4 separate regions of the Mus musculus genome follow, and regions 2, 3 and 4 are each linked to region 1. A link is a contact called in public Hi-C and promoter capture Hi-C data. All regions are on one chromosome and are shown on one strand. Each heading gives the region's core, a stretch centred on a gene start, on an enhancer-like site or on the middle of the called end of the contact. The rest is flanking DNA. Distances are from core to core; before and after follow the strand shown.

Region 1 (2,602 bases), core at 39-2,538:
AGAGTTCTGACTAGATCCATTGACTAACACATACAGCCACAGATCTATGGTATTTAGTTGTAATGTTTTCCTAGAAACAGAAACCAACGCTTTTTTTTTTTCTTTCTTCTGAATATGTGGGAGCTGGACACAAATAATACCAGGGCAAGGGATGGTCAAAACTTTTATTCTTCACAAATTTTGACCATTTAATAGCTTTTGATTCATTTTACTGTTACAAAAAACATTGCACACTTCCTTTGGGGACTTCCAAGGCAAGAGCTCGAATAACAACTGGTAATGTAGAATTTGATAACTGAACTTCATGAGGGCACGTAATAAACCACAAAGAAAACAAAACCAACCAAATCAAACCAAACCAAGCCATAATATGCAGGCTCAGGAGCAGGAGTGAAACACACATAAAACCCTAGAAAAATATTTTGACGTTTAATCAATATAAAAACACCGGTATAGTATTATTATTTTTCTTTTTAGTGCTAAATGCTCAAACTCCGGTGTGTATTTTGCAGTCACTGCGTACTTCATTTCCAAGAGCAGTTTTTAGAGTTCCACAGCTCTTACCGCTAACAGCTAGCTAAAACAAAGCAAAGCCCACAAGCACTGTACCAACACACGTCGGGTTCAATAAACAGGGTTTTAGAGGTGGCCGTGATTGCAGGTTTTTGGAGAGTGGGAACACCTCGGGTGGGAGGAGAGGCAGGGCGAGTTGCAAAGTCTGACGCACGTCCAGGATGGTTTCTCCCTTGGATCAGGTTAGCCCAAGGACTTAAGGACTCGCCGCGGCGGAGCCGGCGCATCGCCATAGTGCGGCCGGTCTGTGGACCACCCAGCCCGCGTCTGTGTGGGGCCCCGCGCCGGCGCCCTACCTGTCGAGCAGCGGCGTGTGGATGTGTAGGTGCTTCACTGCCACCCGCACGCGCCAGTCTGCGTGTCGTGCCGACGAGACCGTGCCAGAGGCGCCCCGGCTGAGGTAGTGCAGGTCGGCGAGCTTGTGGTACGGGATGGGGGGTAGCGCGCTGCAGATGGCGTCCCCGTTCATGGCTCCGGCTGCGCGGCGGCTCCGCCCGACCCTGGCCGCGGCGCTAGGTCCCGGGGCGGCCCATTCCCGCGTGGCCGCTGCAGTTCCGGCCCGGTCAGCTGTGCCAGGGAGCCCGTCGGGTCTGCGGCCGCGCCGGGGTGGACCGTCCTCCTCCCTCCTCCTGGACTCGGCGGGCTCCTCCCTCCGCCGGCCCTCCCTGGGCGGGCTCCTACCTTCACCAACTCCTCAGCCCCTGCCTCCTACCCCTGGCTTCTCCCTCCGCCGGCTCCTCCCTCCGCCGGCTCCTCCCTCCGCCGGCTCCTCCCTCCGCCGGCTCCTCCCTCCGCGGTCTCCTCCCTCTGCCGGCTCCTCCCTCTGCAATCTCCTCTCTCTGTGAGCTCCTCCCTCTGCCAGCTCCTCCCTCCGCCGGCTCCTCCCTCTGCCAGCTCCTCCCTCCGCCGGCTCCGCCCTCCGCCGGCTCCTCCTTCTGCCAGCTCCTCCCTCCGTCGGCTCCGCCCTCCCCCAGCTCCTCCCTCCGCCGGCTCCTCCTCCGCCCGCTCTTCTGTCCTCTGGCTCCTCCTTCCGCCGGCCCCTCCCTCTGTAATCTCCCATCTTTGCGGGCTCCTCCCTCTGCCGGCTCCTCCCTCTGCAAGCTCCCCTCTCTGCGGGCTCCTCCCTCTGCCGGCTCCTCCCTCTGCAGATCATGGGCGTGTCTCAGAGGCCTCCCTCCCCCCACAAGCCGGGTGGACATCGCTGAGGCTTGGAAAAGATTTCCTCCGGGGAAAATCCCTCCGGAGTTCTCCAGTCTGGTGTCAGGTGGGTCGGCTGGATTTTCCTTTGGCCCGAGTGTCTTCCTTAGACTCCAAACCCTGGACGTGATAGGGTGTGGGGTGACTACTGCTGGGGAGCCTGGTGCCCCACTTCCTGAGCTGTAAACCATCTGGTTGCTTCCACTCCAGTCTTTACTCAGTGGCTGCCACTTGTGAGAAGTGAGGTAGAGAGGCTAGCGCTGTCAGTGTGACAAATTGAGGTGTTTAGCTTATATGACTTGCTCCCTTACCAGGAAACGGTTTCTTCTTTTATTCCTCAAAGCCTACTCACAAATAGAAATATAAAACCATTTCTTGTGTTTGGGAAGTCTTCCATCCAAAAAGAAAAACAAAGGCAAAAACAAACAAAACCAAACAACCAAAATCCAGCACTATTTCATCTTTTTACTGTAAACACCTTTCTACTTAGATAACTGTTCAGTACGATGTTTGGCGCAAATATCTCATATTTGTGAGCGATATAGTTCCACGATCCTACACGCACCAGGATACTACAATCTGTAATTGTCCCTTATATTATTAGTGTAATATATATAACACCGACATTTCCTTCCCTATACTCTAGTTCTTAATAGTTTTTTACAAGTCTACATTCTAAGATTATGTTTTCTTGGGCTGGAGTCATGGGTAAGCCGTTAAGAGGGCTTGTTCTTCCAGAGGATCTGAGGTTTGTTATCAGTACTCGAATCTAGTAGCTCACAGCTGCCTGCTCTCCAGCTCCAGGGAATCTGACCAACACTTCTGGCTTCTG
Region 2 (2,602 bases), core at 45-2,544, about 19 Mb after region 1:
ACAGGACTTTTACAGAGCAGCTGCAATGGCTCGACTTTATTATCAGTTATTTGTAATCTCTTATTGTGCCTACTTTCTAAACTTTAACATCTGTGTATGAAATGTAATGAAGGGAAAACACCTATATCCACACGATGGGTGTATGTAGGCGTTTCCTGAGATTTCAGGCTATACTGGGGGCCTCCTGGAATGTCCTCTTTAACTGAGGGGACGCTTACTATATTTCAAATATTCTGATTCCATATTATTAACATAATCTCAATCTCTTTCCTCCTCCTCTTCCTCCTTCTTCCTTCCTTTCTCTCTCTCTCTCTCTCTCTCTCTCCCCCCCCCCTCTCTCTCTCATATTTTAAGTTTTCCAAGTGGACTAACGATTCTATCTTAAAGTATTTTCCAGTCCCTTTTGGGCCCTTAATATAAAGTAAAAGTACTACTGAGACAGACTGTGTACCCGTTTTTCTCAACTGGTGACGAACGGGAACAGTGTAACAAGAAATTTATCCATCTGCCGGGACAAAACTCTACAAGAGCCTAATAGTCCCCACACCAGAAAGCGCAACCAATCCCTCCCAGGCAAATGCACTCCTGGCCAGACAGACCCTGTGTGGACAGACTTAATCAGTGCACTTCTCTCTCTGCAACTGATTACCATCAGTCAAGTGATGCCCAAGTCACAATGGTCACTTCCTTTAATAAGTCTGTACAACCGCGGAGCTGTGAGGCAACCAGGTCACGTCCCACAGAACTGGGGAACAACCTGGTAAGAGTAGCAGCCCATGTAAGTGGGCATCCGCACTCCTTGCAAACTTCTGCGAAATCCTGCCTGCGTGTTGTTCTGTCCGTCCTTACTCCATCCCACCGGCGCTTTCTCCTCCCGGGCGGGGACCCTCGGGAGACCTGACTGGGTCGCAGGACCCACCAGCTGTCGCCGGGCCAGGCCCCTGGGGCCCAGGCTTGTGGCGGTGGGGGCCGCGCTCGCCGTACTCCCGGAGGGTTCCCTCAAGGGCCCGGGAGACGCTCCGGGTCGGGATCGGGGAGCGCGGGCGGACAGCAAAGATGAGGCCCATCCCCATCCCCTCCGCACCGCCGCGGCCCCCGCAACTCCTGCAAGGCCAAGGGCTCTTTCGCCCGGGGGACAGGGAGGAGTTCACCTCGAAGGAGAAAAAAACCCCGCTGGTACCCGGAGCCGGCCGGCCCGCGAGCCGACCGTGGCAGCAGCCCCCCTCCGCCCGCGCGTCTCACTCACCCACTCGCCGCTGCTGCGCCTTCACCGCCGGCGCAGGGACCGCAACCGCAGCCCGCTCCGGGCCCCGCCCCGGGACCGCCCCGCCCCGGACACGCCCCCAGGCCCGCCCAGTCGCAGTCCCGCCCCCAGTCCACAGCAGACCCAGAATCTGCAGGGCTCCCCGGTGCGGATCTCTGCAGTCTTGTTTCCTTCTTTTGTCCTTGGTCACCGTTGTGGAGTTAAGTTGCGAGCTGAGGCAACCAAAACGCACCTCCCTCGCACACCCTCCCTGGACTGTCTAGACACCACTTTCCACCTAGAAGGAAAGGGCAATTGGGATGGCTGTCACTACAAACGCCATCTTTCACGTGGGCGGAACTCGTCTCTGCTTGACGCGCCGCGGTTCCCTCGTGGGACTCCGTAAGTTCCGGGTTGGCGCTTTCACTTTGCTTTGCCAGCCTTGAGATGCCAGTGGCAGCTGGCCAGGCGGAGGCTGTCATGGGCTTTGTAGCTTTTCTTCCAAGAGCCGCTCAGGAAAAGCATGGGCAGAGCTGAGCTCAACCTAGATAGATAGTGTCACCTGCGTTATCTATCTAGGTTACGAAGCGTAGTTTGTGGTTGTAAGTAGTTTTGCTTTGTTTTGTTTGGGAGTTGGCAGGTAGTGGGTGCTCAACAAATATTTAGTGAGTGAGTGGATTTCCTTTGGTCCCTATGACACGGTTAAATGCCGTAAGTCTGCGTGCACACTGTACGTGTTCACTCCGCAACAAGCACAATGATTCCCCCACCCTCTGTGCGTAGTCACCGTGTTTTCTTCTAAACGTCATTTTTGCCAAATAGCACAGTGCACTTTGTTTTTTAACCTTTGGGAAAAGAACACCATGACGTCTGATTTATTGATTGATTGATTGGTTTGTAACTGTATTGTGGCTTTTCACTACAGATGAGTAGTGTTTATTATTTTCCAGCAACTTTTCATCATTTATAGGGAAAAGAAAGGCATTAATAACAGAATACCTATCAATACCACCTTCGGTAAAAATAGAACTCTCACCAGGTATTGTATGCTTTTTTTTTTTTTTTTTTTTTTTTTTTTTTTTTTTTTTACCTAGCAGTTGTCATTCTATCAAGTTCTTACAGTGTTTTGTACCGTGGTCTTCAGATGTATATCTCATAAATGAAGTATACATCTGAGAGTTAAAAATACATCCAGACACACAGAAATAGCATAGGACCATGTTTGGAAGGCTAGGGTTAAGAGTGCGATGCTGTAGTCAAAGTGGGTGAGTTTGCAGGTAAGGAAGGCAGCTGAGTGAGGCCAGTCAGCTAATCCACAACACGAGGAATAGACGTTTATACTATATCCCACACTGAAAA
Region 3 (2,602 bases), core at 27-2,526, about 12 Mb before region 1:
GTTCAAAGAACATCTGACACCCCTGTGACACACACATTTACACTCATAAACATGAATTAAAAAAAAAAAACCTGAACAAAAGCCAGCAAAATTTGACCATTAAGACGATTTATTCAGTTGTCTTAGGCATCTGCAATGGTGACTTCAACCTCAACTCCCGGCTCAATACTGATGGAAGTAATCTGCTTAACAATCTCAGAAGGACTATGTAAATCAATGAGTCGCTTGTGGATCCTCATCTGGAATCGATCCCAGGTCTTGGAACCTTCACCACAAGGTGTTTTTCTGGTAGTGATTCTCAAAGTCTGCAATAAAACAAAATTAGTCCATTTCTGAACCATTTTCTCTGTATGTTAACAGGTTTCAGCAACCTTTACTAGAGAGTTTTGGAGTTTGCTTTAAGAAAGGTATCATACTCAATCGCCACCAGACATTTGGCCCCTAATAACTTGTATTCTTAGGAATGTAAATTTAATCTCTGAATTTATTTGGCAATCAAACTCTGACCTTCCCCCTCCCCACCAGTCTACCAGTACTCGAGTCTACCTGTCCCTTACCTTGGTAGGCATGCGCACCGGTCCTTTCACTTTCAGATTCTTTTCCTTGGCGCCTCTGATCAAGTCCGCACAAACTGCGGGTTAAGAAAGCATGGTCTTTCAGTTAACTCAGAATGACTCGAGGCGTTTTAAACAAGTTCGCCTATCGGCTCAGAATAGCGTATAAGAAATATCACTATAACTCAATACGGTTGGTATCTCCTCATCGCCGACCGCGCCCCAGCGATCACCAAGCCACCCCGAGCATCGTACTGACCCTTCTCCAGCGACTTCACGTTGCGGCTGGTGAGCGTGATTCGAATTCGGTGAATCGCCACTTCGGGCTCCACGGGCGTCTTTCCGGTATCTTTAAATGCCTGTTATCACCCAGGCGGGAAAAACAAACAGCGACCCGTAAGTGGAGGCCCACTCCTACACAACCGCCATGAGGACCCTCTCCCGGGCCCTCGCCGCGGCGGGAGCCCTCTCCCGGGCTCTGCGCTCCCGGCGCCCCAGCAAGTCGAGCCCCGCCGACGCCCCAGGCCGCGTGGCGACGCCCCCCACCTCACCATGGCTGAGGCGCGGCTTCCTGACCGACTTGTTCCTCAGCAGGAGCGAACAGCGGTGAGTCAGGACGGAGCAGGCTGGCCGAGCTCCGTAGCGCGCACCGCCGGGGCTCAGAAAGGAGGGGCCGGACGGCGCCGGGCGCTTATAAAGCACGTGCGCATCCGGGTGCTTTGTGACCCGGAACAGGAACCGCCCCGCCCGCGAAGAGGTCGCCGTGGGGGAGGCCGGGCTGCGTCCCCGCCTAGTTGGCGGGAAAGGCGAGGACGCGCGCGCGCCCTCTGGCCTCTCGGCGGAGTCCCTGTCCTGACTCGGAGGACAGACGAAGCTGGAGCGGAGAAAACTCATGCCAGGTGCTCTCTGCACAAGCACCTACGGTCTTTACAGTGCGAAATATGCTTCGCATGCATACTCGATCAGCTTGCTTTTGTCTGACAAGGGAAGAGTTGTTTTGAGGTTAGCTGACACGGACCTTGGGGAAGAATGATCGTGACAGGGCATTTATTTACTTGGTGCTGAAGACAGAAGTCAGGGCTTAGCAGGAAAACGCACTCCATCCATGAGCTGACACCCTGAGTTCAATCTTGTGAATCCTTGTAGAAGGAGATAGTGGTTTTCGGAAACTTGTCTTCTGACGAGAGCTGTGGCACCCCCCCCACACACACACACACCCCACCTCCCCCCCACCCCCCATTAATTACTAAGCTTATATTCTAAAAATTATTCGGAAACTGCTTTTCGGAGCTGAAATGCCCTTTTGTGATATTTTGGCTTTGGGCTTCCAGGAATATTGGAAACGTCTATATCTGCTGGAAACCCAGGTTTAGCTTCAGTTAGTTCAATTAAGTGAAGGCAGAACTCTAGTCCCAGTGCTCTGTGGGGTCACAGGGCATTGTACCTGCAGCCTGGCCTGGAACCCATCTACCCAGTTTTAATATTCTCTTCTCTATGTTGCGATGGAGCTCCGTTCTGCTATGTTATGATGGCTGAGACCTCCGGGGACTCCTTAGAACGGAGCAGTTGTTCATAATAAAATTAGTGTCTGCGTACAGCAGAAAGAAAGCCAAATGTCCTCAGGTCAAATGTCCTAGGACGCAGAGGATGGTGCAGATTAATCTACACTACCCACTGCGCAAGGTCAAATAGAATGTAAGCCTGGAGGTGGGTTACAGACAACACAGGAGGAAATAACATTATTTTGTAGGTGAAAGTTACTTGCTCCGAGTTGCCAAACCCAGAGCACTGATTCCCCTCCAAGGAGAACTCCCTAAGCCATGTTCTTCTGAGCTTTGGGAGCGCCAGCACCGATTCACTTGCTTGGTCGGGATTCGACCTAACTAGGAACTGGCTTTCTGACTCACAGTGTACATGAAGTTTTGCTGTCATTGAACAATTAGGTAAGTGTTAAAGTTAGGGGAGTTTTCGAGTTCAATTATTTTTAAATATAATCCATTGACCTCTTAGACTACTAGTAGACTTAACATCAGAAAAAAGTCTAACTT
Region 4 (2,602 bases), core at 41-2,540, about 10 Mb after region 1:
AAAGTCAAGTGATTTCGAATGAATAGTACTACATACTCCTCAAGCAGCTAAGAGATCTAAATAACCCTGAAGCCGAATGTTGTGGATTGTTTTAAATGCATTTGCTCATATTATATAGCTCAGGAAAATGCAGATTCCATTTTAAAGTTATAATTAAATTATAAAGATTCTTCCTGTTTTATTTCATTCTGTTGATGCTATTTTCTTCTAATTTTATGCTAGAGGAAGTACCTACAGTTAGATACAGCTAACGCTCAGAACACACATCTAAAACTTTCAGAATCTTGCTCAGGTCAAAGTGTGGGTAATCTTTTGTACACAAGTTCTGTCCGGCATAATCTCATTTTCCATTTTTATCTTCACAACCGTCTATGAAACAGAACTTCATGTTACAGGTGATGAAACTGAGCAGAGAACTTTTTCCAAGATTTTGGGCTAGTAAACAGCTGAGCACCCTACAAAGGCAAAACACTGTACTGGACCTTAGGTTCCTGGCTCCAGCCTGCCCTGAGCGGCCTCAAGTAGAGAAGTCATACTACAATGACATTTTTTCACTGTGGAAGGTGACTTAACAATGGTTCCCTCGCCTTCCGCTGTAGCTCACACTTAAGGAGAAGGCAGCTAGCTCATTGTGTTTATTTTCTGACCACATACTCAACTCATTGCTTATTATAGGAATAAGAGCAGCAGCTTTGTAAGTGTAACTAACCTGAAATAGTTTCACCAAAACCTACAGTAGTTCTGCATTTTTTTTTTCTTCCAAGCTGCAGCCCACACATTGCAATGCGATCAGACCAACCACTCTCATTTGTCTTTCTAAGCTCATTCCAGACCCACAACAACGCTCACGAAAGCCTCCTTGTAAGCCATTTTCAGTACTTCTCCCACTATATTATCCGTTTATGTCTTTGACAACAACAAAACAAAAGTTTTAAGCTCCGGTCCTCGCCAACTTGTTCCTCCGCAGACAGAAAAGGAGACGGCCACCCTGAAGGGACAGTGGAAAAGGCAGAGCCCGGCCAGTTAAAGGAGAACAGAACAAAGACCCCGGAGGAGGACGCACTTGTCCTGGCGGCCTTCGGGGTCGTAAGCTGGGCTAGGAGACGGCCGGGCGACCGCCAGGGGCCTCCGCTCGCAGGTTCGGGGCTCAGGACCGAGTGGTGATGAACCACCTCAGGGCCAACTCGGGCATCCAGGCAGACAAGGACGGGCTCAGGCGCGGTGCGGACACTAACCTAGCGGCGGGGACCGGCGCGGAACCGGGCTGCTGGGCTGAGCGCGACTGGATTCCTAGAGGCCCGGGGTCAAAGGGCGTCGCAGGCAGGCGGCCCACGATTGGCTGGCGGGCGAGCGCGCAGGGGTTAGCTGCGGAGTCCCTGTGGGTCTCAGTTCCGGGGCCTCACAATTGCTCACCGGGGTCTGGGACCCTGCCTCCGCGTGGACCCACCGGATAAGAGAAAGAACCGTGAATCCTACCAGGGCTGACAGCTCTTGCGGCCGCACCGCTACCCCTCCCAGGTCCCGCCTCCTAAAGGACAGCGCGGGGCGTGGCTCCAGGGGTTGAATCTCCGAGAAGGCGGGGCTTCTGGGCGGACCTAAGCGGGCGGGGCTTTCGGGGAGAGGCTCCGAGTCCCCTAGCTTGTCCTGGAGTCTACTGCAGGGTCATGGTGGAGGAAACTACATTAAGTCAGACAGTATCCCTTAATTGCTCCAAGGAGAAATGAAAGTTCTTTTACACTTTTGCCTCTCAAGATAAGCCAAGACTCTCTGATAGAGACCAGATGTGTTTTGTTTTTCACTTTTAAAAAATCCTTTTAAATGTTACTCAGATTTATAATACATTGGGTATTTCCAAAGTTTTAAAGTTGAAAACGTGTTTTAGTTTATCAAACAGTTATTGGCAAGTCAGAAGTAGACAGACAGATATATTAAACTTCCACAAGTATACTAGGAATCAATACAATTGTACAATACAATTGTGTAATTGTACAATTACAGTAGAAAGAGAATAAGTCAGAAGCAAAAAAAAAAAAAAAAAAAAAATTGCAGCAGAGGCGAGGCTGCATCTGGGGTTTCCATCTTACATCAGCCTCACATACCAAGAGGATTCTATGTTTTGTTTTTGTTGCATGGTAACAAGGCAATCTTGACTCAAGGGGTAGAACTTTCAGATGTGATGTTGTGAAAAGTATTGTAAAGGCTTCCCTTTAAAAAACTACCGGATTATAAAAGAGATTTGAAATATACATGTAAATAATGAAAGAAAATACCCTAGTGATGGCTGCAAAAGCTTAAGGCAAAGAGTCTTGTTTCACTATCACCATTAAGCAGTATATTGTGTTCTTAAATATCTTGCTCTTTTAAAAGTAGGATTTTGAAAATATGTAGTTTCCTAAAAATCCTATCTTCCTGGCTTTGCATATTAAATAAGTGAAATATTTTCTGATTTTCCATGCAAACATGTTTGCTACACATTTATGATTTGAAATTCCTAAACATACAATCTATTTTGCATCAACTAGTTTGCTTCATCATTATAAAAACTGTCTTTTAATGTTTTCCCCAAAATGTCATCAAATTGAATTTCCTTTAAGTTATGTGT

The links. Promoter capture Hi-C pulls out the DNA fragments that hold promoters and counts their contacts. A called contact is a pair of places that touch in the nucleus more often than the background predicts.
Region 2: a promoter capture Hi-C map of pre-B cells shows a contact between it and region 1. The contact joins the promoter of C9orf72 here to the promoter of Ripk2 in region 1.
Region 3: a contact with region 1 is called in a Hi-C map of B cells, with 5 read pairs. The contact joins the promoter of Rps20 here to the promoter of Ripk2 in region 1. A contact is called at or near these places in 2 of 39 promoter capture datasets (cranial neural crest and pre-B cells) and 3 of 484 Hi-C or Micro-C datasets (B cells, CD4 T cells and muscle stem cells).
Region 4: a promoter capture Hi-C map of pre-B cells shows a contact between it and region 1. The contact joins the promoter of Manea here to the promoter of Ripk2 in region 1. A contact is called at or near these places in 1 of 39 promoter capture datasets (pre-B cells) and 1 of 484 Hi-C or Micro-C datasets (CD4 T cells).

The regions. Positions count from the first base shown.
Region 1 is chr4:16,162,355-16,164,956 of GRCm38.p6, forward strand. It overlaps Ripk2 (receptor (TNFRSF)-interacting serine-threonine kinase 2), which reads right to left and starts at 1,289. Exons shown (of 11, transcript NM_138952.4): 1 at 870-1,289. The coding sequence starts at 1,042. A530072M11Rik (RIKEN cDNA gene A530072M11) reads left to right here and starts at 1,756. Exons shown (of 7, transcript NR_045765.2): 1 at 1,756-1,837.
Region 2 is chr4:35,224,542-35,227,143 of GRCm38.p6, forward strand. It overlaps C9orf72 (C9orf72, member of C9orf72-SMCR8 complex), which reads right to left and starts at 1,295. Exons shown (of 11, transcript NM_001081343.2): 1 at 1,247-1,295.
Region 3 is chr4:3,834,379-3,836,980 of GRCm38.p6, forward strand. It overlaps Rps20 (ribosomal protein S20), which reads right to left and starts at 1,277. Exons shown (of 4, transcript NM_026147.6): 1 at 1,106-1,277; 2 at 814-913; 3 at 558-631; 4 at 1-305. The coding sequence starts at 1,108. The coding sequence ends at 123. It overlaps Gm32823 (a long non-coding RNA gene), which reads left to right and starts at 1,271. Exons shown (of 5, transcript XR_881078.2): 1 at 1,271-1,556; 2 at 2,305-2,497. LOC115490074 (a small nucleolar RNA gene) reads right to left here and starts at 768; the gene lies at 701-768.
Region 4 is chr4:26,345,362-26,347,963 of GRCm38.p6, forward strand. Manea (mannosidase, endo-alpha) reads right to left here and starts at 1,291. Exons shown (of 5, transcript NM_172865.2): 1 at 1,236-1,291.